7 separate regions of the Mus musculus genome follow, and regions 1, 2, 3, 4, 5 and 7 are each linked to region 6. Evidence: chromatin contacts called from public promoter capture Hi-C data. All regions are on one chromosome and are shown on one strand. The core of a region is the stretch at or near the end of the contact, and the rest is flanking DNA. Distances in the headings are between cores, read along the strand shown. Region 1 overlaps Pibf1 (progesterone immunomodulatory binding factor 1). Region 2 holds the start of Mzt1 (mitotic spindle organizing protein 1). Region 3 holds the start of Dis3 (DIS3 homolog, exosome endoribonuclease and 3'-5' exoribonuclease). Region 4 holds the start of D130079A08Rik (RIKEN cDNA D130079A08 gene). Region 5 holds the start of Klf5 (Kruppel-like factor 5). Region 6 holds the start of Commd6 (COMM domain containing 6). Region 7 holds the start of Slain1 (SLAIN motif family, member 1).

Evidence for each region. Promoter capture Hi-C pulls out the DNA fragments that hold promoters and counts their contacts. Capture Hi-C pulls out chosen DNA fragments and counts their contacts.
Region 1: a contact with region 6 is called in a promoter capture Hi-C map of liver, with 9 times the contacts expected there. The contact joins the enhancer-like site here to the promoter of Commd6 in region 6. A contact is called at or near these places in 2 of 39 promoter capture datasets (hippocampal neurons and liver) and 2 of 115 datasets of contacts at active chromatin or transcription factors (embryonic forebrain and pro-B cells).
Region 2: a promoter capture Hi-C map of hippocampal neurons shows a contact between it and region 6, with 5 times the contacts expected there. The contact joins the promoter of Mzt1 here to the promoter of Commd6 in region 6. A contact is called at or near these places in 13 of 39 promoter capture datasets (the 3T3-L1 cell line, the C10 cell line, the HPC-7 cell line and 9 more), 4 of 484 Hi-C or Micro-C datasets (CD4 T cells, CD8 T cells and rod photoreceptor), 3 of 115 datasets of contacts at active chromatin or transcription factors (embryonic forebrain, embryonic stem cells and large pre-B cells) and 2 of 9 other capture datasets (adipose tissue and liver).
Region 3: a contact with region 6 is called in a promoter capture Hi-C map of liver, with 10 times the contacts expected there. The contact joins the promoter of Dis3 here to the promoter of Commd6 in region 6. A contact is called at or near these places in 11 of 39 promoter capture datasets (the 3T3-L1 cell line, the C10 cell line, the HPC-7 cell line and 7 more), 2 of 484 Hi-C or Micro-C datasets (CD4 T cells and the G1E-ER4 cell line), 4 of 115 datasets of contacts at active chromatin or transcription factors (cardiomyocytes, embryonic limb bud, large pre-B cells and 1 more) and 2 of 9 other capture datasets (adipose tissue and liver).
Region 4: a promoter capture Hi-C map of pre-B cells shows a contact between it and region 6, with 7 times the contacts expected there. The contact joins the promoter of D130079A08Rik here to the promoter of Commd6 in region 6.
Region 5: a promoter capture Hi-C map of liver shows a contact between it and region 6, with 4 times the contacts expected there. The contact joins the promoter of Klf5 here to the promoter of Commd6 in region 6. A contact is called at or near these places in 5 of 39 promoter capture datasets (the 3T3-L1 cell line, hippocampal neurons, liver and 1 more) and 2 of 115 datasets of contacts at active chromatin or transcription factors (astrocytes and embryonic stem cells).
Region 7: a contact with region 6 is called in a promoter capture Hi-C map of liver, with 5 times the contacts expected there. The contact joins the promoter of Slain1 here to the promoter of Commd6 in region 6. A contact is called at or near these places in 2 of 39 promoter capture datasets (the C10 cell line and pre-B cells), 1 of 484 Hi-C or Micro-C datasets (CD4 T cells), 2 of 115 datasets of contacts at active chromatin or transcription factors (astrocytes and large pre-B cells) and 1 of 9 other capture datasets (liver).

The regions. Positions count from the first base shown.
Region 1 is chr14:99,127,751-99,130,561 of GRCm38.p6, forward strand. The region is part of intron 5 of Pibf1 (progesterone immunomodulatory binding factor 1); the gene reads left to right. Among named protein-coding and RNA genes, the nearest start is that of Dis3, 29 kb to the left of the region's middle. Within about 2 kb of position 1,536, at least 15 of the 459 cell types and tissues checked have an H3K27ac peak or open chromatin away from gene starts, as enhancers often do. A contact at or near this core is called in liver, where this site is marked.
Region 2 is chr14:99,044,711-99,047,485 of GRCm38.p6, forward strand. Mzt1 (mitotic spindle organizing protein 1) reads right to left here and starts at 1,426. Exons shown (of 3, transcript NM_175245.4): 1 at 1,284-1,426. The coding sequence starts at 1,353. It overlaps Bora (bora, aurora kinase A activator), which reads left to right and starts at 1,667. Exons shown (of 12, transcript NM_175265.5): 1 at 1,667-1,970; 2 at 2,591-2,758. The coding sequence starts at 2,606.
Region 3 is chr14:99,098,384-99,101,396 of GRCm38.p6, forward strand. It overlaps Dis3 (DIS3 homolog, exosome endoribonuclease and 3'-5' exoribonuclease), which reads right to left and starts at 1,387. Exons shown (of 21, transcript NM_028315.2): 1 at 1,063-1,387; 2 at 300-457. The coding sequence starts at 1,290. Pibf1 (progesterone immunomodulatory binding factor 1) reads left to right here and starts at 1,041. Exons shown (of 18, transcript NM_029320.3): 1 at 1,041-1,746; 2 at 2,646-2,918. The coding sequence starts at 2,667.
Region 4 is chr14:104,457,894-104,460,694 of GRCm38.p6, forward strand. D130079A08Rik (RIKEN cDNA D130079A08 gene) reads right to left here and starts at 1,443. Exons shown (of 5, transcript NR_168067.1): 1 at 1,326-1,443.
Region 5 is chr14:99,297,199-99,299,989 of GRCm38.p6, forward strand. It overlaps Klf5 (Kruppel-like factor 5), which reads left to right and starts at 1,493. Exons shown (of 4, transcript NM_009769.4): 1 at 1,493-2,024. The coding sequence starts at 1,797.
Region 6 is chr14:101,638,895-101,641,995 of GRCm38.p6, forward strand. It overlaps Commd6 (COMM domain containing 6), which reads right to left and starts at 1,577. Exons shown (of 4, transcript NM_001033132.3): 1 at 1,495-1,577; 2 at 1,394-1,405. The coding sequence starts at 1,542.
Region 7 is chr14:103,648,541-103,651,568 of GRCm38.p6, forward strand. Slain1 (SLAIN motif family, member 1) reads left to right here and starts at 1,688. Exons shown (of 7, transcript NM_198014.3): 1 at 1,688-2,368. The coding sequence starts at 1,815.

The DNA.
Region 1 (2,811 bases), core at 286-2,785, 2.5 Mb before region 6:
TGTAATTGCTTTCTCATTTCAAAAGAGAAAACGGTACTTGGCTGTTGATTCACTCAGCTGTTACCTAGAAATTTCCACTTTGAAAGGGGTGCCAAATGCAAACTTTGTGTCTACTTCTTTTTCTATAAAAATATTTATAATTTTTTTGCATCTAATTCTATACATTGTCCTCTCTTGCTTCTTCCATAAATATTACTTACAAAACTTTTATATAAAAGCCACAGTACTAGGTGCTAGGATTATGAGAAACTTAATCTTTTGCTTATCTTGTGGGAGGCAAAGAATGGCTGCTCCTAGCACATGCAATCCACTTTTCAGTGATGAGAGAACGTAAGGTGGACATCTTCCCACAGAACACAGGGGAGAAAGCAGTGGGGAATACAGCAATAGTCTACTGCCTTTTGCCTTATCCACAGAATTGTGTAGCTATAAAATGTGGATCCATTTTGAGGCAGTACACTATTTTCTGTTTTCCAATGCTATGGTAGCGAGGTCTAACTCCATAAACCAGGCTTTGAAGTCCAACTGCCTCACCTCACAAGTATTCAGCTTACAGACATATACCAACATATCCAACTCTTACCTTTAGTTCCTAAGAGTACCCAAAGCAGATCTTCCTACCCCAACGAACAAAAGTTGTAACTCTAAAGAGAGATTTGTTTACACTTATTGGAAAAAAAGTCATACATTATATTGTTCATTGTTTTTCTCCTCCCCAATTCCTCCCAAATCCACCAGCTCCCTACTCACCTTACTTTTAAATTTTTCTTTCTTTCTTTAAAAAAAAAAAATCAAAAAACAAAACAAGAAATAGACATACCATAAATTGGAGCTTGAAATAAACAAGAAAAACAACAATCATTTTTTAAATCCCAAACATGTAAAATGAGATAAAAAGTCTACAAAAATACCACTGGCTTCATTTTTGTTGGCCATCTAGGTATGAAGCATTGTTAATACTTAGTGAGATTCTACTCCATTGGAATAAAGCCGTTGCTTCTTTTCCAGTGGGAATTAATTGCAGACAGTGTCTTGGTCAGGGATATAAACCCATATCATTTTCTCCTCTTATTGCTGTACCAGTTTGAGGTCTTTTCCAGGCTGCCACAGTCTCTGCATCCGTAAGATACTCTTTCCTTAGTCATCCGTCACCTCTGGCTCCTATAAATCGTTCTGTCTCCTCTTCAGCATAGATCTAAAAGGATACTTTTTACTTGAAAGAAATTTTTGATTTAAGAGAAATTCATGATATAAAGTATGTGTTTCTACACTGAACTTCTGGCTGTATTTCCCTATGAGGCATTTATACTGAAGGAAAAATCGTATATATGTGTGTGTACATGTACATGTGTGCAAACTCTTCTCCATGGCATTGTACATGTACATGTGTGCAAACTCTTCTCCATGGCAGGTGCCTGTACTTCCCATATTTCAAAGTCACATGTTGCAGAATATCTGATCATACTATGAACCCTGAGATTGTGTTATTTACTGGGAAAAACAAACCTGTTTCTAGTTGTGGTTTGGCTTGCCCTTTAACCAGTCTGGCTAGAATACAGACACACCCTTAGTACACAATCAATGAAGGTGAGGTTAGTTTGTAGGAGGAAACATCCATGTGTGAAAGTGATGCCTAATTGAGTAGCAGACAAAGTGACAAATCAGAAAAAGACTTGACAGAGTAGGATATCTCCGACTCTCAGGAGAGCAGAGAGGGAAAGGAAGCTCCTTAAGGGGCAGTTTTACCGGGACAGTTGTACAGAGGCAGGCTGCAGAGAGACAAGCTAGACAGAGGTGAAAACAGAACAAGCCAGAGAATGCGAAGCAGCCAGAAGATTAGGACAGATTACTAGAGTTAGTTTGGGGCCAAGCAGAGCAAAAGTCAGAGGCCAAGAGAGATGCCAGATAGAATCAGTCAGCTTGGAGAGTTTTGAGCCAGAACAGCTGAGTTGAGCCAGGTAGCCAGAGATCAGAAAGATCTAGAAAGGGTGAGCTTATTTAGCAGTAAATCTCAGAGGCTGAAACATTCTAGGCTAGATTAGATTGTATGGAGGCCAGAAGCTTCCAGGACTAGCCTAGGTTAGCAGACTGTGGCAAATAAACCTCCAAGACTTACGTCAGGTGACAATTAGGTCAGGTGAATGAAAGTTAAAGATGACGTCACGTTCAGATGTGACTGTCTAAGCGTTTGTGCTTTTATTTCCCTCCCCACTGTGTTTCAGTTCTTTTTCAGTGCTGTGGATGGAGCCCAGAGCTTTGCATGTGCTAGGCATATGCTAGACATGTGCTGTTTTCTGAGCTATATCCCCAGGTCAGGTCTGCAGGTTTGTACACCTTTGCATATCTCCCTTCACATCGGCATCTGCTTCTCTGCTTGTGCACATCATCAGAATACTCAGCCACAGTTCTCAGCTATGTGTTTATAACAAAATTTCTAATTCACATGGTTGAATCAGTCCAAAAGTATGTTTTCTATCCTCTTAACTGCCTTATCCATCTTTAACATCTCTCTTGTTGATGGCCTTTAATTTCAACTTTCTTTTTATCAAAATAGCCCAAGGCACCTCTGTTTGTCTAGCTGAGCATTACTGGGGAGAAAATCCCATTAGCAGCACCAAGTACTTCTAATTCGTTGTTAGCAGCCTCCAGTGGGGCACCGCTGGGCTTTTCCCCCTGATCCTTCCAGTCTCCTGAGAGCTGTTTTAGGCCTTCCCTCCCTTCCTCTGGCTACAAACCTCCAACTCACACTTCTCACTTCTGTCAACTCACTTGATGCTTCACTTGACAAAGAAAATGGGAATTCTCTTTAGA
Region 2 (2,775 bases), core at 176-2,675, 2.6 Mb before region 6:
ATACTCTTACTTCGTTAAAAAAGCAAACAAACTTCTTAAATGTTTTTATACTGTGTACTTTTTACTTTACAACACGTTCTCTCACAAAAGGTTGGGATGCAAAGCCTTAGCCCTCACAGCAGGCCCACCAACTTAACCAGTTCTCTTCAGACACTACTCACAACACACACTGGTGCACCCAGCACCCCATGGACGCTCCAGAGGCAAAAAGAGAAGCTCAGGAACTTGAGGTCACTCTAGGCTACACAGGCAAGAGTCTTATCTCAGAACAACACAACCTAAAAACCACAACGGTACCCTTGTGTACATACATTTATTTTTACAAAACAATAAGCCGTGGAACATCTAAGATGAAAGAAAAAAGAAAAAAAAAAAAGACAGGCTGGAGACAGAAAAAGAACAATGTGGCAAACAATTAGGTGGGGAAAACCACTGCAAAGCGTAAGGTTATCTTTTGAGAAAGATGTTGAGGGGGTAACCTCTGGAAACCATCAAAGCCACTGCCAAAACAGACATGTAGAACCACACGTAGATGGAAACGTGTAAAATTAAGACAAAGAAAGATGCTTGCTAACGCAAAAGAAAAAGCAAATAAAACCGATCACTTGACACACACTTTACCTGGCTGTCTTATTTTAAATACCCGGAGCTACAACTTTATTTTATTGTTTACGAATAATAGTTACTTTCTAAGTGTTGGGTCCGAGAGGGACAAAGCTGCAGAACCATAGCAGAGAGAAGGGAACTCTGAGACTTATTTCTGTACCTCTGGGTGCGCTCTACCTATCAGGCAGCGGGCGCGGACACACCCACAACCGCGGTCACCCGTGTCGCCCGATCTAAGGAGTGGGAGATGGTGACGGGGAGTGGTGCTCAATCACTGGAAACAAATAACCCGTTACTGAAACGCCTGGGCCCCGGAACTGAGCTCACCGCGTGGACAAAAAGGTCCACGACCCCTTTCGCCCCGGGTCCCCAGGCCACGAGCACGCGCCAGACACGAGCAGGCGCCAGACACTTGGCGGGTCGCGTGGCCCCAGGATGGGCTCGCAGGCAGCGGTCGCGAGGCCTGGAACGCCCCGCGCGCGCCAAACTCCGCCGCAGCGGAAGACCGGAGCTCTGGGGCCGCCAGCTTCGAGGTCGCGGCGGGTCCCCTTCCCCGTCCCCTCGCAGGATACCGCCGAGGCCGACGCGGGGACCGTGGGGCCCTCTACGACGCCTCCATCCGGGGGCTCGGCGCCGGGAAGCGCAGGCCCGGTCAGACGAGAACGACGCGCACTCACCGTCCATGGTCTCCCTCACCGCGTTCAGGTTGGCCGAGGCCGCCGCGCCCGGGCCGCTACCGCTCGCCATGGAGAGGAGAGGCCCCCGCCCCGGTGGGAGAAGGCCTGACCCGGAACTGGAGCGCCCGCCGCCGCTCGGCCCCGCCCACACACCGCGCGGCGGCGCTCGCACCGCCCAGGCCACGCCCCCGCCGCCCGGGCCACGCCCCCTCGCGCCGAGCGCCGAGCGCCGACGCCGGACCGCGTTGATTTGAATTTGGAGCCTCGTTCCCTTGCGCGGAACGTAGAGCGAGGAGTTAGCGTTCGAATTCACCCGGCCGCCTCGACGCCATTGGCTGGTTCGCGGACGGCGGTGGGACGCGATTGGCCGGTGACCTCTCCCCGCCCCGCGCCCTGGTTGGCCGGAGAGCACGGAGGGAGTTAAAGAGTCGGCGCCTGGCGTGGGCATCTGCAGGGTGATGCTAGAACTTCCACGTTGCCCACGAGTGTAGGTACGTTCTCCGTGGCCCCAGGCCTGGACTCCTGCTTCGAGGTGGACCGCTCTGGTTTCCTGGCCCCAGACGTACCTGTGAGCTCGCCTAGGTGTGAAGGGGAGCAGAGAGAGAGGGCGCCTGGACACTGAATGGTCGCTGGAAGTGACGTCTCTGCTGTTTCCGAGGGAGCCCGCTCAACTTTGATCTTACAAAAGTAAATTCTTTTCTTTTCTTCTTCTTCACCCCCGCCCCCATCTCCCTTCTGGCTGTAACCCTCTTTGGAAGGAATGCAGCGTGCCTTTGGATCCCGGAGGGGGAGTGCTCTTTAGGAAAAGTAGTTTAAATCCCCACCTGGGTCCAGCCTGTCACTCACCCTGTTCAAGTGAGGACTAACGTGCCAGTAGTAAAAATTGCAGTTCTGTGTGGAATTACTTGGGTATCCGGACGGTGTTCGTACGGTTTTGTCTTGAGATGATGAATAAGGAAAACGATAAATAGAAGTCGTTTGGTTGGAAAGGCACTTATTTTTGGTGTAATCAGATTGGACCAGAGCCCACTCATAACCGGTTGGCTGCTTCATATATGCCGCATAACTTCCGTGCATGCGTTGCTTCCTCTGAAAAAGTGATAGGAGCATTGCCGTACCTTCCCCAGCTCCCAAGGCTCGGCTCCGGATCATCTGAGAAAACGTGCAGGGCTGATTCTCCTTTGTAAACCATAGAAACTTAACCCCAAGAGGATTCGATTTGGAGTGAGATGTTGAATGTATTTTGTCGGGATTAATATCTATGATATTCAGTAATTTTAATATGTGTACTTTTGATTTCTTTCTAGTTTGCTTCCTGGGCTATGGGAGATGTCAGCGAATTAAAAATGCAAATAACACCAGAAACTCCAGGAAGGATCCCTGTTTTAAATCCCTTTGAAAGTCCCAGTGATTATTCTAATCTCCATGAACAAACCCTTGCTAGTCCTTCTATCTTTAAGTCCACAAAACTACCAGTAAGTTTCTCTTGCCT
Region 3 (3,013 bases), core at 137-2,636, 2.5 Mb before region 6:
CATAATATGGGATTACAGGAGTGTAGATGGTTCTTATCGCCAAAGAATCAACCATTCAACTCAATAGACAACTTAAAGGGAGCATTTCAGAAGTAAAAGGACGACTTTAGCGGCTAGATCCTGGTTTAGGGTGTGACCTCACTAACACTGCGACCTTAGATGAGCCTATGTAGGTAGCACTGTCTTCCACACAACCAGGTAACCACCAAGCAGCACAGGAAGCTACAGCCTGTGTTTGATAAATTCCTTTCCAAGAAGTCTGTTAAATTTAGGTAGCCCTGTGGTTTTGTGATACTTACTTATGGTGCTCATTAGTGAAGGTATAGAAATGCTTTTCCTGGTTATTGGTCACATCCCTGATTCGCTTGTAGATGGGGGCGCTCCGGTTTCTCACTTCTTGCATCACTGTTTGTAGCACAATGACATTTCTGATGGCCGGGTGTTCGAGGACATCAATCTTAAAAAACCAAAGCCAAATGTTAACTCCCCCGTTTTCAGTTCTACCTTGAACTCTCTGCCCAGCCTGAATTCTTGTGACAGTTTAAAACACTGACTCTCCGTTAGGCCAAAGTGGTACTTGGCTGCAGAAAAAACTTGACAAAGTCACTAAGGGGGGACCCTGTAGGCCTGAGACGATGACAAGCACCCATAATCGGACCACAGAGTTTGCAATACCAGAGCTATTAATAAGTAAATTATGCTGGCCCACACAATTTTTTGTTCGTAGGCACTTACAAGCTGCCTGGGGGTCGCAATCTGGAGGCCACAGAAGCCCAGGTCCCCGGCTTCCAGGCACTTATAATCTAAAGTAGAAGAGACACCAGGGGTTAGAAAATGTAACGTGTCTAAAAATAAGACTCCAAGAACCGAAAAAAAATATATATATATAAATAAATAAAGTGACATCAGGGAACGGTACCTCAGCCTGGATGGCAGGATGCGAGCGAGGGTAGCCACGGTACTTGCCTCTCTCCATCCAACATCCCAAGACCCGCCTCCCCGGTCCCCAGCGTCCCTGTCTGCCACGCCCCCTCGTCACCACGCGGCCCCGCGTCCACGCACCTGGTGCAGCAGCACATTGGTGTCCGGCAGAAGGTAGTGCGGCCACGGGCAGAGGCTGCTCGCCTGGTCCCGGGGCTGCAGCTCCAGGGCCGGGCCCGCGTGCGCCCCGCCGCAGGCCGAGCAAGCCGGCGCGCCGCAGCCGATGTCATCCCGCAGGTAGTGCTCGCGCACGATCTTCACCACGCCGCCCGCGCGGGTCTTCTTCAAGAACGTCTTGGACCTGAGCATCTCGCCTCGCGGCGTGGGATCCCGGCCGTCAGCTAAGAAACCGAGGCGCGGCCACGCGCATTCCCGCTTTTGCCCGCTGGCTGGTGAGGTCACTCTCGCGAGAAAACACGAAGGCGCGTTCGTTCCCCGACGGTCGCGGTGATTGGGCGAGTGTTGGTTGTTTCCTCCCGCCGGTGGGCGGGGCTTTCCTCTGGACTACAGCTCCCAGCCTGCACCGCTTCCGACTGGCTTCCGGGAAGGAGTGAGCTTGGGTACCTGCGCACCCCAGGTTCTTCCGACTTCTTCTGGGGCACGGCGTGTGGTTGTCTTGGTGACCGATCCTAACGGTCCGGTAGCCCCGAGATACCTGTTGAGGGGTGGCAGCCTGAGCTGCTGACTGAAGACGCCATTGGTTCTTCCAAGAGTCCGGGTGAAGCTGGTGTTATCCTTATATGCGGAGTTACTGACCATTGAGAGGTAGCTTCCAGGAATCCTTTTCCCTTTCTTTCTCACGCGGCGCAGAGATGCTAAAATGTAGGAAGTTTAGAATGTACGGATTTCTTAATCAAAGAGGGAGAAGCCGGTCCCTGGTCCTTGGTAACTCACGCAAGGATTTGTTTTCTTATTTTACTTTTTTTCCCCCCCAATCCTTTCCCTTTAAAAAGGAAAGAGGCGGATTGTACTGAAGCTCTTCCTGTTCCCCCCCACCACACAGACCTCCTTCTTTAGCGTTCCTCTTAGAGAAACTGAAATAGCTAGTTCTATAACTATTTTACTAAATCGTGTCGTATTTAAACAAGGGAGTTACAAAAAGCCTTGTGAAGGCTAAAATGTGCTATTCAGAATATTCGAGTTTGTACCCTTCTAACCTCTTTAGGTTTTTCAAGTTATTTAAAAATGCTTTTGTCGCACTCTGAGCCTGTTTTCAAATTTTTCGGTGATGCCTTAACTGTAAAACTAAACCTGGCATGTAAGTCTTGCTTTATAAACCCTCCACCGACATACCAACATTTTTCTCTCTGTGTCCAGATTTCAATACTACTTCTGTGAGGACCTTCAGTGACAAAAATCAACCTCTCCTTGAGTTTGAAACTTAGTATTATAGGGCTATCCTTTCTATTTTACATGACTTTATTTATCTGTTACCTTCAAGTAAGATTCTTGCCCCGAGACACACACACACACACAGGACAATGGGTGAGTTCATGATAGGATTTAGTGAGTCTGTTTGATTTGAACACTAATCTGGCTTACATTTGGGACCTTCCAATACCTAATGATCTAGGCGATCCTTGGTGTCTCTTTAATGCTCTGTATGCCCTGTAGTAGGTTTTTTTTTTTTTGTATATTTAACTTTATTTCTTTTTATTCTACAGAAGATTGATTCAAATAATAAAATGTCTCGCAAAATTGCCAAGGAACCAAAAAAAGTAAATATCTCTAGTTCTCTGGAGTCTGAAGATATTAGTTTGGAAACAACCATTCATACAGATGATGTCTCATCATCAGAGGAGCGAGAAGGTAAAGTCAAAATCACCAGGCAGTTAATCGAAAGAAAAGAGATACTTCATAATATTCAGTTACTGAAAATCGAGCTATCCCAGAAAAACATGATGATCGACAACTTGAAAATGGATTATCTTACAAAGGTAAGGTCAGATGCAAACTGTTATTCTCTTGAAACTGAAAAGGAAAGATAAGTTGGTGTATAGGCCGGGTGCGGCTGCACATGCCTTTAATCCCA
Region 4 (2,801 bases), core at 193-2,692, 2.8 Mb after region 6:
ATGTCCGAATATATAAATGTTGGGCGCGAGAGATAATGTTAAAAAAAAAAATCAAAAGATCCATCTCATTCCGAGCTTACTTGATTCACTTTAACCTCAGAACTGAAGCTTGAAATTCGCTTTGCCCACGTTCTCGCCCTTCCAGCCTCCCGCTGAGAAGCCACTGCGCCCCTTTTGAACTATATTCTGGCTGTTTGCTTGGCAAATAAATACTGTTCCGCCCTATTAAACCTTTTAGGTAGTTTTCATCTCTGGATTCCTCAAATACAGAGCTAATAAGGCGATGCTTTGAAGCTGTTTTACTTTCAAACTATAGCCCCGAGGCGTTAAAACCCACAAAAGGTAAGTGAGAAGTAAACTGCCAGGAGCGAGGCTGCGCCCTTCCTTTCAAAACTGCTGGGACTCTAGCCGAAAATAGTCCGGATTTCAGTGCAAAACCGGGTTTCAATTGGAAGCCCCTGGGAGTTCTATTCGTGTGCCACTTTACCAAAGGAAGTCAAGAGAGAAGAGACCGGTTTAAGTTTAAAAGCCTGGGAATTTCTTGGAAGGAGGTAGAGATGGGTGGTAAAGGCCGAAATTGGTTTCCCTAAGTTGATGCTGGCAAACATGTGTCAGATGGAAGGTAAAGATTAGGAGTTAGTTGGCAGTGGACTCAAGGAACCAGTAAAAGAACTTCTTCAAGAGGAGTGGCAGTGTGCGCCAAGAGATTGCTGGCCGAGCTTAAACTCACTTGGAACCTAGACATTAAGATTACCCATTCGGAAGACTCTATTAACTTACATTTGTTCCCTGCTTTCCCAGTCCCAAGATAGCTCCCGCCCCCGCCCCTCTGCACCCAACATGAGGATTTTTTTTTTAAGTTTAGTTTAAATGTAGGCAAACAAAACAACCAAAACGTATTCGGTTTTAGTGAAAACAGATAAAAAGCGCTTGCCGCTGAAAGGCTACACATTTTAAGTAGATTTGACAAGAAAGATAAGCCTGATCCAAACATCTCTGTACCTCGTCAAAGGCACCCTACCTACCTGCCTTTTCAAATTCCTACATTTCCATTGCTAAAACAGAATGCATTTTAAGATTCTGCAGAGCCCAGGACGCGAGCTCCCAAACCCGTGAGCCTCAGAGCCCTCTGCACATTTAGCTTCTCTTTCTTTTTCTTTCTTTCATCGCAACGATTTGATAAAGTCGCAGAGATGATCAAAATTAACATAAATCATTATTAGTTATTAGGATTTGCTCTAAATTACACTGTGAATATCGCACCAGCCCCATCTGCCGCCCCTGCTCTCTCAGCAATAGATTGCAGATAAAATAAATGTCCTTACCCCATTAGAAGGTTCCTGTCTCTGTAGCCAAAAGCCAAACAAAAGCAATAAATACCAGGCTTTTTCTCTCACTATTCAGCTGCGACTCTTCTCATCAGCCCTTCCTCTGGAAAAGCTCAATAGCTGCCTGAAAATATTGCATTTTATATCACCAAAGGGCGATTAATATTGCATTAACTGTATTTAACATTTTTAAGCGCGAGTAATCTACAATGAGTTACTTTCTGTTAGTAAGTACAGGGGCGTCAGAACTCCTGCAGACCACTTAAGATAGCTTTGTGAACGGATTATTTATCTCACACGTTGTATTTTTTTTTAATAATGTAAGGGTGTGCCACGCGATGTTTGAAGTAGAAGAAGCCGTGCTAATGGTCTGCTGAAAGTATTCTGACACTGTCTGGAGACGGCCAGGTCTCTGCCTTCATTAAATGTTTATTGTCAACACTTGGCAGGGGCGGGAGGGAGAGAAGAGACCTGTGCAAGTGATTTTCCGCGGTTGGAAATTGTCAACGTTTTGTTTTATTCCGATTCTCGTCTATAGAAGTTTGTATACATTGTGCTGTGCTGAGGCTAGGCGTCGGAGTTATTAAACAAACTTATGCTTGCAATTCGTTTTACTCGATAAATGCGCGGTCTCTTTTCTCTCCATCCACCCTCTTTGCCAAGTCTTCATCAAGCTCTCTGCCAGTCCCTTCCGCTTCCCTTCACCCCTTCAATTTGTTCCTAGCCACCTCCCTCAGAGCAGACTGGGACGCTCTTCCCCATTCCACCGGGGGAGGGGGACGATCTGAGGGAGAACACGAGGGCTTTGCAGCACCCCAATCCTTTCGTCCAGATATAAATCCTCTCTAGTCTAATCAGTTCGCGGGGTATTGCATCTTAACAACAAAGCAAAAGCCTAGGTCGTATTCATCCAATTCTTTTGAAAATAAACAAAAAATTAAAATAAAAAATAAAATAAAAATTAAACCTGCAAAACCAAATTTGAAACTTCTGCATCCGTTAACTGACTTTTGACTTAGGCAAGTTGGGATGTAAAAAGAGAATTTTTAACTAATATGAGATTTGCGTCTTCTTCCCTTTTCACTCAAACTGATCTCAAAGGCACTTAGGAGAGGAACTCGACCTCTGACAGCGCCTAATTTTTGAAACCGGGAACTGCAGCTGACTCCCCCAAGTCGCGCTCAGTGCGCATGTGCGGGCTCTGCTCCCTCCCTTTCCCCCCCCCATCCCCCACCCCCCCGCCACGCTCCACGCACTCAGTCCGCTCGGACTCGCCCCCACCACGGTCTGAGCTCGGTGGCTACCAGTGCGCACGCGCGCGGGATGCCCTAGCCTTGGGCTCTTAACCCGCTCGCATCTACTCTTGCCTGGCTGTATGCTGCCCCTGACCGGGAAAATGCTGGTTGTCTGGCGACTAGGAACCTAGGGGCCAGGGGTCCCCAGCAAGAAGCTCGGGCGTGTGTGTGTGTGTGG
Region 5 (2,791 bases), core at 243-2,742, 2.3 Mb before region 6:
TAAATAAATAAATAAATAAATAAATAAATAAATAAATAAATAAATAAACGACACGTGAGACTTTGGAAATTTCATTGGAAATGAGACTTATACCTGTGATACACTCTTTCAGGTGCACTTTTTTTTTTTCCTAAGAACTTTTTAAAAAGATGCTTCACTGTAAAGGAGCGAGTGTGCTCTAGGTAGGTATTATAGTATAGTGTGCTGCCAACAGACGTAAATAGATAGCAATATTACAGGCGTCTTTTTAAGTCGCAGTTTATTGTTTCAGCTTCTCAATAAGCCAGATAAAATCATAGACAAGAACATTGAGGATTAAGGAAAGGCGTTTCCTTTGGTGTGATTACTGGCAAAAATTAAGAACAAAACCAAACCAAACCACTCACCTTCCATTAAAACAACGCAGTAAAAAGGTAGTAATATAGTTGACTGTTGCTTTCCTACCAGTTTGGATACCCAGTTTTCAGGGCTGTTGAATGTCTGTGAATGTTTGTGCCTTCTTTGGTTCCCGTTTCGTAGGAAAAGGTGACACTGTATTAGGTAGATGGGACCCATACTTCTGAATATATTAAAACTCCATTCCCCGCCCCTCCGAACACTACAGTGCTAGCAAAAATAAGCCAAAGATGTAATGTCTATTTAAATACCCGGTTGAGCTGGCTGTTAGTTCTCAAATTAGATTCCATGCTCGGGCTAGAATCAACATGGTTTAAATATTAAAAACTTCATAATTCATATGGCCCACCCCACCTTTTCCCCACATTCGGCGAAGGAGAGTAGACATGTCTGTGAAAACTTGTAGCTCCTTAAATACTGTAGGGGAAAATGTGCCCAGGTTGGTATGCAAGGACTTGAAAAAAAATGCTTGACATTTACAGATTTTATTCAGGCCACAAGGAATCTGCGAAAAGATAGATAGATCTACGGCTGAAAACACAGAAAGGAGGGCTGTTTTACGTTTGTTTTCGCACCGCCCCTTGTTTTCCTCTAAAGTACATTTTGTATACTTAAAAAAAAAAATACACTCATTGGTTAAGACTGGAAACCTCAGCTCCCCCCACCTAGCTGCCTTCTGTCTTCGGTTTTCGAGTTTCAGGTCCTTGCACAACACCTAAGACGTGCAATACTTTTTTTTCGCCCTAATCCTGGCAGAGAACAGTTCGGAGAGATCTCCCTCCGCGTCTCCACCCTGATTTCCCCCTCTTCCTAGATTCCACCCGCTCCTCTCCTTCCCTCCGCCCGCCCCGTGCTCCGCCGGCCCAATCTGTCAGAGAAGTTGTGTACAAACTGCGCCGCAGCCCTGCGCGCGAAGCTCCTGGCCCGCGAGGGGTGCGGTCGGCCCGTCGGAGGCGGGACCTCGTGGGCCTTCTTTCCTACTGGCTACCCTCTGGCCCTGGGGCCTTGCCATTGGCCACAACGCTGCCAGTCCGGTGAGCTGGCCCTGCCTCCCCGGAGTTGGGTGAAATAGAGGCGGGCGTCAAGTGTCAGTAGTCGCGGGGCAGGTACGCGCTCTCTTAGGTTGCTGGTGGAGCTTGGGGGTGGCGGGAGCGGGTTCCGGCGAGAGGGTGAGCGAGCGCTGGGGCGGGGCGGGAGAAAGTGGCTGCCCGAGGACCTCGGCGGTGACGCGTGGCCGAGCCCAGGAGCCCCGATCTCCGTGCCCGCCTTCGTGAGCGTCTGGCTGCCGGCCCAGGGGTCCCCCGCCGCGGCCCCCCGCCGAGTCCGCCGTCCCGTGCCAGCCCGAGCGAGGTGGGATCGCGATCGCTCCGTGTCCCGCTCCCGTAATCCCCAGACCGTCCATGCCCACGCGGGTGCTGACCATGAGCGCCCGCCTGGGACCACTGCCCCAGCCGCCGGCCGCGCAGGACGAGCCCGTGTTCGCGCAGCTCAAGCCGGTGCTGGGCGCTGCGAACCCGGCCCGCGACGCGGCGCTCTTCTCCGGAGACGATCTGAAACACGCGCACCACCACCCGCCTGCGCCGCCGCCAGCCGCTGGCCCGCGACTGCCCTCGGAGGAGCTGGTCCAGGTAAGCAGAGCGGCCGGCCTCCCTTCCCCGGCTCGGGCGTGTCCCGCCGCTACGAGGCGCGGGCGACAGGGGCCGCTCCAGACTGGGACGCGCGGGAACGGGTGCCCGGGTGGACAGCCCCGCCCTGCGCTCCCAGACGGGGCGCCGGGGAGTGGATGGGGGAGCAGGGCGGGGGCCCACCCGGATCTGTCCAGAGGAGCTAAAGAGAGCCGCGCGCTCGCGTGCACCTTCTCTTTGCTTGCGTGGGGATGAAAGCTTGTGCCCACGCTCAACTTGGCTTAAAATGCTTCTTGACCGCTCTCTCCCGATGGCCCTGGCCTTGGAAGTCCACCTGCCTGCGTCCTCTGGGGTGAAATAGAAATGCAAATTGGAGTACTGGGGTTTCATATACCCCCGTGGAGGCTCACCCTAGAATGTATTGTAGGGCCCCGTTTGGAAAACTAGAATCTTAAGGTTGTATTGGAACACCGCTTTTCCCTTAAAAAGAAACACGGACAAAAAAGGCCAGGGGTGTTGTTTTTCTTAGTGTGCGCGTAAATTTCCTCTCGGAGTCGCGTTGAAAGCTGGCAGTTGGCTTTTACACTTGCCCAGCAGCCGAATTAGAGCAAGCGCCTGTTTCTTTCGCCCACGCACGGGAGTCATATAGCCTAGAAAAAACTTCCCGGGACTTTTAGCTAGTCCCAAGGAAAAAAAAAATTGGAAACAGACCCACATGCAAACAGCTGGAAGAGCTAAAATCAGAAACCACTAACCGCCACGGGAGCGCA
Region 6 (3,101 bases), core at 327-2,826:
CAAACAAGATAGGAGGTGGGCTCTAAGAGCAGGAAGAGACAAACAAGAGACCCTCCCCTGCAGCCAGACCACAACCTTCCTCCACCTTGGCCCTGTAAAACTGGTTTTATACCTCTGACTCCCAGAACTGTGACCGATGGATTCATATTGCTTTAGGGTGGAAAAGTTTCCTAAAATACATACATATAAACTTCATACGTACATACATAGATACGTACAGCCCAGTACAGGTCAGTTTCAAAGCATCTTTAATGGAACATACAAAACGAGAGGTCAAAATAACGTGGGGTTGAATAGTAATAATAAACCAACTCAGGTAACTCTGACTGGAGAGATGGCTCAGTGGTTAAAAGCACTTGCTGCTCTTCCAGGGGACCCAGGTTCAGTTCCCAGCACCTACATGGCAGCTCACAACCATCTATTTCTGCAATTCCAGCGACTCTGAGGCCCCTTCTGGTCTCTAGGGACCCACGTGTTATACAGACAGATAAAATCTTAAAACAAGAACAAAGCAACAAAAAGCCACTAACTTCATATACGGTTACACAAAATAGAGCAGGTTTATCCGTATCACAGAGTGCCCTTGCAGGACTCTTCCAAACCAACAGCAAGAAAAGCTGGAGACTTCTAAGCTCTAAATCCAGCCAGTTAGATGCTGAGGCCAGATGACCACAAGTTCGAGGCCAGTGTGGGTTACAAGTTAAGGCCGACCTCAGAAGTTTAGTGAGAGCCTGCTTCCAAAAAAAAAAAAATCATTTGGAGACAAGGAGCAGTCAGTACACTCTTCTCTCAGCCTCTGTATTCTTACCATGTTTTAACTTCAGCACTTTTCTTATATTTAGGTGAACATAGGTAACTCCTGACTAAAACTCCCAATGTTCTGTCTTGGAAAAGTGTTAGTATAACTTTAGGAAGTCAAAAATCCTATTTATTCTTAATGTAACATAAGAGAGGTTAGACAAGTTAGAGTTCCTCTTCAGAGTAAGGTCTTTAAAGAAATGACTGAGCTTGACGGAGCACACCTTCGATCCCTGCGCCTCAGAGGCAGAGGCCAGTGGATCTGAGAGAGCTCAAGCCAGTCTGGTTTTCCTAGCAAAGTTCCCCGGCTAGCCCGCCTCAAAATAAGCTATCGTTAAAAGAAAAAGGGAGGACGCTATTTTTGCAAATCTTAGCAATGTCTCTTGTAAGCGTCACATTTGAAAACATCGTATTCCTGCCTTGGAGTAAAGGAATAAAGGGTGCCTAATAAAGGTGGACCAGCGCTCGGGCTGCACTCTAGGGGCAGGGCAGTTTAAGTGACAGCCACAGCGGCCATCCCCTCGGGTGCAAGAGGGAAGCGCAGCCCGGGGAAGGATCGGCGAGCAGGGGATGGGACGGCGGGGCGGCCACTCACCTGGCCCGTGACCTGGAACGGAAGCAGAGACACGAGTTAGAGAAACGCAGTCCGGGCGCCAGCGTCCGCCCCAGACCCTTCTCCTTCCAGCCCGTACTCACCTCCGACTTGGCATCCAGCACGGGCTCCCTGAACCCAGACTCCTCCATGACCACAGTGTGATCCACCGGCCAGCACTTCCGCTTCCGGACCTAGGCCCCGCCCACTCACGCTAGGTTGCGGAGAATAGATTTCTATGTAATTCGAGTTTTGTCTCAGTTAAACATCAGTTTTATGAGATACTGGGAAAGGGAAAGTTCTGTGGGGGGGAGAAAGGTCCAGAGACGTGCAGGAAACCTGGTGGAGGACTCGTGACATCCAGGATGTCGGCTCCCCCATCGTAGGGCAAGAAGTGGGCTCATCTCTGCGCAAGCGCAAAGTCACTGTGCCTGCAGTGACACCAATCGGCTTGTGGCCACACCCCTAGTGTGGACTCTGGTGTGACTATAACTACAATTGTCTAGCGAGAACTCTTCCCTGGGACCGAGTTCACCGGCTTAGCCTGACTTAAGGAGGGTGGAGCCTTTTTAAAATCTCTGCTATTACTCCAAATTTCAGCAGCAACTTCTCATCCTGTCTTCTCTTCTGTTGACACCAGATGCATTCTGCAGAGAATATCCACACTGATTTTTATTCTCCTGCCAATATTTTATTTAGGAGAAAAAAAAAAAACCTTGAAAATATTTTCATACAAGTTGCAAATAATAACATGCCACCCACATTTACCAACGGTTACAGCTTTACTGTACAAATGTGCTTAACGATTTTTTCTTAAATAAATGAGCGCTTGTCTCCTAAGAACACTCTAACCAAGAGGAACACTCCTCCATTGTTGGTGGGATTGCAAGCTTGTACAACCACTCTGGAAATCAGTCTGGCGGTTCCTCAGAAAATTGGACATAGTACTACCGGAAGTTCCCGCAATACCTCTCCTGGTCATATATCCAGAAGATGTCCCAACCGGTAAGAAGGACACATGCTCCACTATGTTCATAGCAGCCTTATTTATAATAGCCAGAAGCTGGAAAGAACCCAGATGCCCCTCAACAGAGGAATGGATACAGAAAATGTGGTACATTTACACAATGGAGTACTACTCAGCTATTAAAAAGAATGAATTTATGAAATTCCTAGGCAAATGGATGGACCTGGAGGGCATCATCCTGAGTGAGGTAACCCAATCACAAAAGAACTCAAATGATATGTACTCACTGATAAGTGGATATTAGCCCAGAAACTTAGAATACCCAAGATATAAGATACAATTTATGAAACTCAAGAAGAAAGAAGACCAAAGTGTGGACACTTTGCCCCTTCTTAGAAATGGGAACAAAACACCCATGGAAGGAGTTACAGAGACAAAGTTTGGAGCAGAGACAAAAGGATGGACCATCTAGAGACTGCCATATCCAGGGATCCATCCCATAATCAGCCTCCAAACGCTGACATCATTGCATTCACTAGCAAGATTTTGCTGAAAGGACCCAGATATAGCTGTCTCTTGTGAGACTATGCCGGGGCCTAGCAAACACAGAAGTGGATGCTCACAGTCAGCTATTGGAGGGATCACAGGGTTCCCAATGGAGGAGCTAGAGAAAGTACCCAAGGAGCTAAAGGGGTCTACAACTTTATAGGTTTAACAACAATATGAACTAACCAGTACCCTGGA
Region 7 (3,028 bases), core at 438-2,937, 2.0 Mb after region 6:
TGCTGTAGTAGAAATGACTGCTTCTCTTTACTTGTTAACTCTTGTTGTTTAAACTGTTATGTGCTGATCCCTAATTTCTTTCACTGATGTGGCACTCAGCAGCTCTTTGTTCTCTTTGTGCCTGTCCTCTCCCTTTCTTTGTGTTTCAGGGATACTGCTGCCCGCATCTGCCACTGAGCATGCGGGGAAAATCTTTCAATAGATTCTTCACTTAGGAGTTTCAGCAGTAGTACTCCACTTCTCCAGGTTTTAGTAATAACCAACAGGCCCAAAAAAAGGAAACTTGGAAAGGTGGTGGGAGATACAGGTGGTTGGGGTCAGATGGCCAGCGGGGCTCTGTGTGGAAGGTAACTTCAGGGAAGTTAGCATACACTAACTTCCAGAAGCTCTCTCCAGCCGAGTTAAATTCAGGACACCCACCTTTGCACATACACCCAAGTTTAGAGCTGTAGCTTGCCAAGTGAGAAGACACAAGTGTTTCTGAGCAGCAAGGCACAGGATCAAATTTTAAAAGATTAGAGGCAACATCCTAGCGCTGCCACAGAGATGTGCGGTATGTTTTCATTGACGTCATGTGTACAGTGCCTGAGCGAGGCCCTTCACAAGCTAGTACACCGTCTGAGGATGAAAATCAGCGGTGTGGATTGTTCTCGCACTATAACGGCAGGCTTTCCTTTGTGTTAAACCCACAAAATGCTAAGTCAACATTAACTGAACAAAACGATCGGTTCATCTGCGTAAAAGCATTTTTGTTGAAAAAATAAAAAGCATGGTTTCCAAGAATCCCCCCCCCCAAAAAAAAAAAAAAAACCAAACAAGCAAACCAACAAACAACAAAAAAGCAGGGAATGTTATACCTTTCCTCTTTTCGCTCAGGCACGTGTGACTTTAATAGTGTAAATGATTTAACAGATGGTGCACAATTTTGCTTGTATTTGCAATCACTGATGCCTGTTGTTCACTTGCTCAAAAAGCCAGCGTTTAGAACACAGTGGAGCATGCAGGAGATGCTCAAAGATCTTTTGTCTAATATAAAAGAGCATGAAAACCCAACTCTCCTTTCATGGTGAAAGACTGGTGGGGATAGTTCATATATGGCTATTTTAGATAGACTGAAGTGAACGCCTGACTCTTCAGCAGCTGGCCATCCTCCCTCATAGAGACTGGGATTTCTCACTTTCCCTCCTTATTCTCTCCTATCCCACCATTTTGTTTCTGTGCTACTTAATACTACCCTTAGCCGCATCTTTTCAAACAGACCCAAAGCATCTGTTGTTGCTTTTTTGGGGGGGGGGTGAGCATCATGTTCCCCAGACCTTTTTTCACGAGGTTTCATTAGCAGGTGGCAATACCCTGAAGTCTAAAAGTGCTCTTGTAAGAGGGCTAGCCATTGGCCCTGGGTACGTTTTTCCCCTGCCACAGACACCTGCTACTTCTTTAGATCCCGCCCCTGGCTGTAGTCCTAGAAGTGGGGTTCTCTCGCCCAAAGCGGAAGAAGTGCGAGCGGCGGGAAGTTCAGGCCAGGTCCAATCAGGCACCTGAGGTTAGGTGGTGTGGGTGCAGACGGATGCCCAGGGAGGGTCCCCGCCGCAGGTCCCGCCCCCACGACACATCCATCACCAGAAGCTCCGCCCCTCGCGCCCCGCCCCGTCCCGGGGCCTCGGCTAAAACCCGGAGCCGCTAGAGCAGAGCACGGTGCAGAGCTGCGCGGCTGCTTCTTCCTCGGCCGGAGGCTGGGCCCTGGTGCTGATGCTGGTAGGCTGCGCGAGCTGGGCCCGCGTAGCCTCCTCGCCGCGGCGCTCGGGGCTCCCGCGATGATGGCGGAGCAGGTGAAATGCGCCTCGCCGGTGGCGGCCTCCGGCGCCGGCCCGGGGCCGGTGGTGAACGCCGAGCTGGAGGTGAAGAAGCTGCAGGAGCTGGTGCGCAAGCTGGAGAAGCAGAACGAGCAGCTGCGCAGCCGGGCGGCCAGTGCGGCCGCCGCCCCGCACCTGCTGCTGCTGCAGCCGCCGCCGCCCTCCGCCCCGCCGCCAGCCGGGGCCTGCAGCCCGCTCGCCACGCACAGGGCCCCGGCCAGCACGACCTCCCCGGGCCCGGGGGCGCTGGGCCCCGCGTTCCCGGGCACCTACTGCTTGCCCAGCCCCGCGCCCTCCCTGCTCTGCAGCCTGCAGCCGGCTGACGCGCCCTTCGTCTACTCCAAGCCGGCGGCGGGCTTCTTCGGCGGAGGTGGCAGCCCGGAACCGGGGACCGCAGGGACCCCGCCGGGGGAAGCCGCCACGCCGCCGTTGCCGCCTCCAACGCTGCTGGACGAGGTGGAGCCGCTGGACCTGGAGAGCTTGGCCGCCTGGAGCGAGGAGGACGACTACACCTGGTATAGCCGAGCTCCGCCGCCCCCTCCCCCCGGAGTTGGGAGGCCCAGCACGCGGGGGCGGGGCGTGGGAGGCAGGGGACCCAGAGGCCTAGCAGGTGCCAAGCCCTGAGCAGAAGCTTTGCATGGAGGCAGAAACCTGTTTTAGCATTGTGCCTATTGGTCCGACTGGGGACTGCCATCTGCCCCGTGCTTTGCTCTTTGCTGATTACGGGGTCCCAAGCGCCTCGTTAGCCTTAAATGCACAACTCATGTCATCTTGTCGCTCAGCCCTGCTCTCTTCTCTCTCTCTCTCTCTCTGTGTGTGTGTGTGTGTGTGTGTGTGTGTGTGTGTGTGTGGTGAAGGTGCTTGTCTTCTGCTCTCCTCCACTGCTTACCGTTCTTTCCTTACAAACGAACGCTGCACAGGATTGGTGTGCAGCCCCCCTTTGGTCACATCGGAAGCCGCCTAGTGATGAGCCTCTTCTCAGACATCTGCTATTGCAGTTGAGTTGTGTAGTTATATATGCCATCTCTCTGTATTTTCATAGATAACCTTTCAGATACCGATTTGATTATTAAAGGTGTGCCATCCTGGTACGTCAGAGGCAAAGGTTTTTTTAAGGACTGGAGGGGGCAGATGGAGGCGCTACGTTCTTTTAAAAAAATTGAACTTAAGAGGAA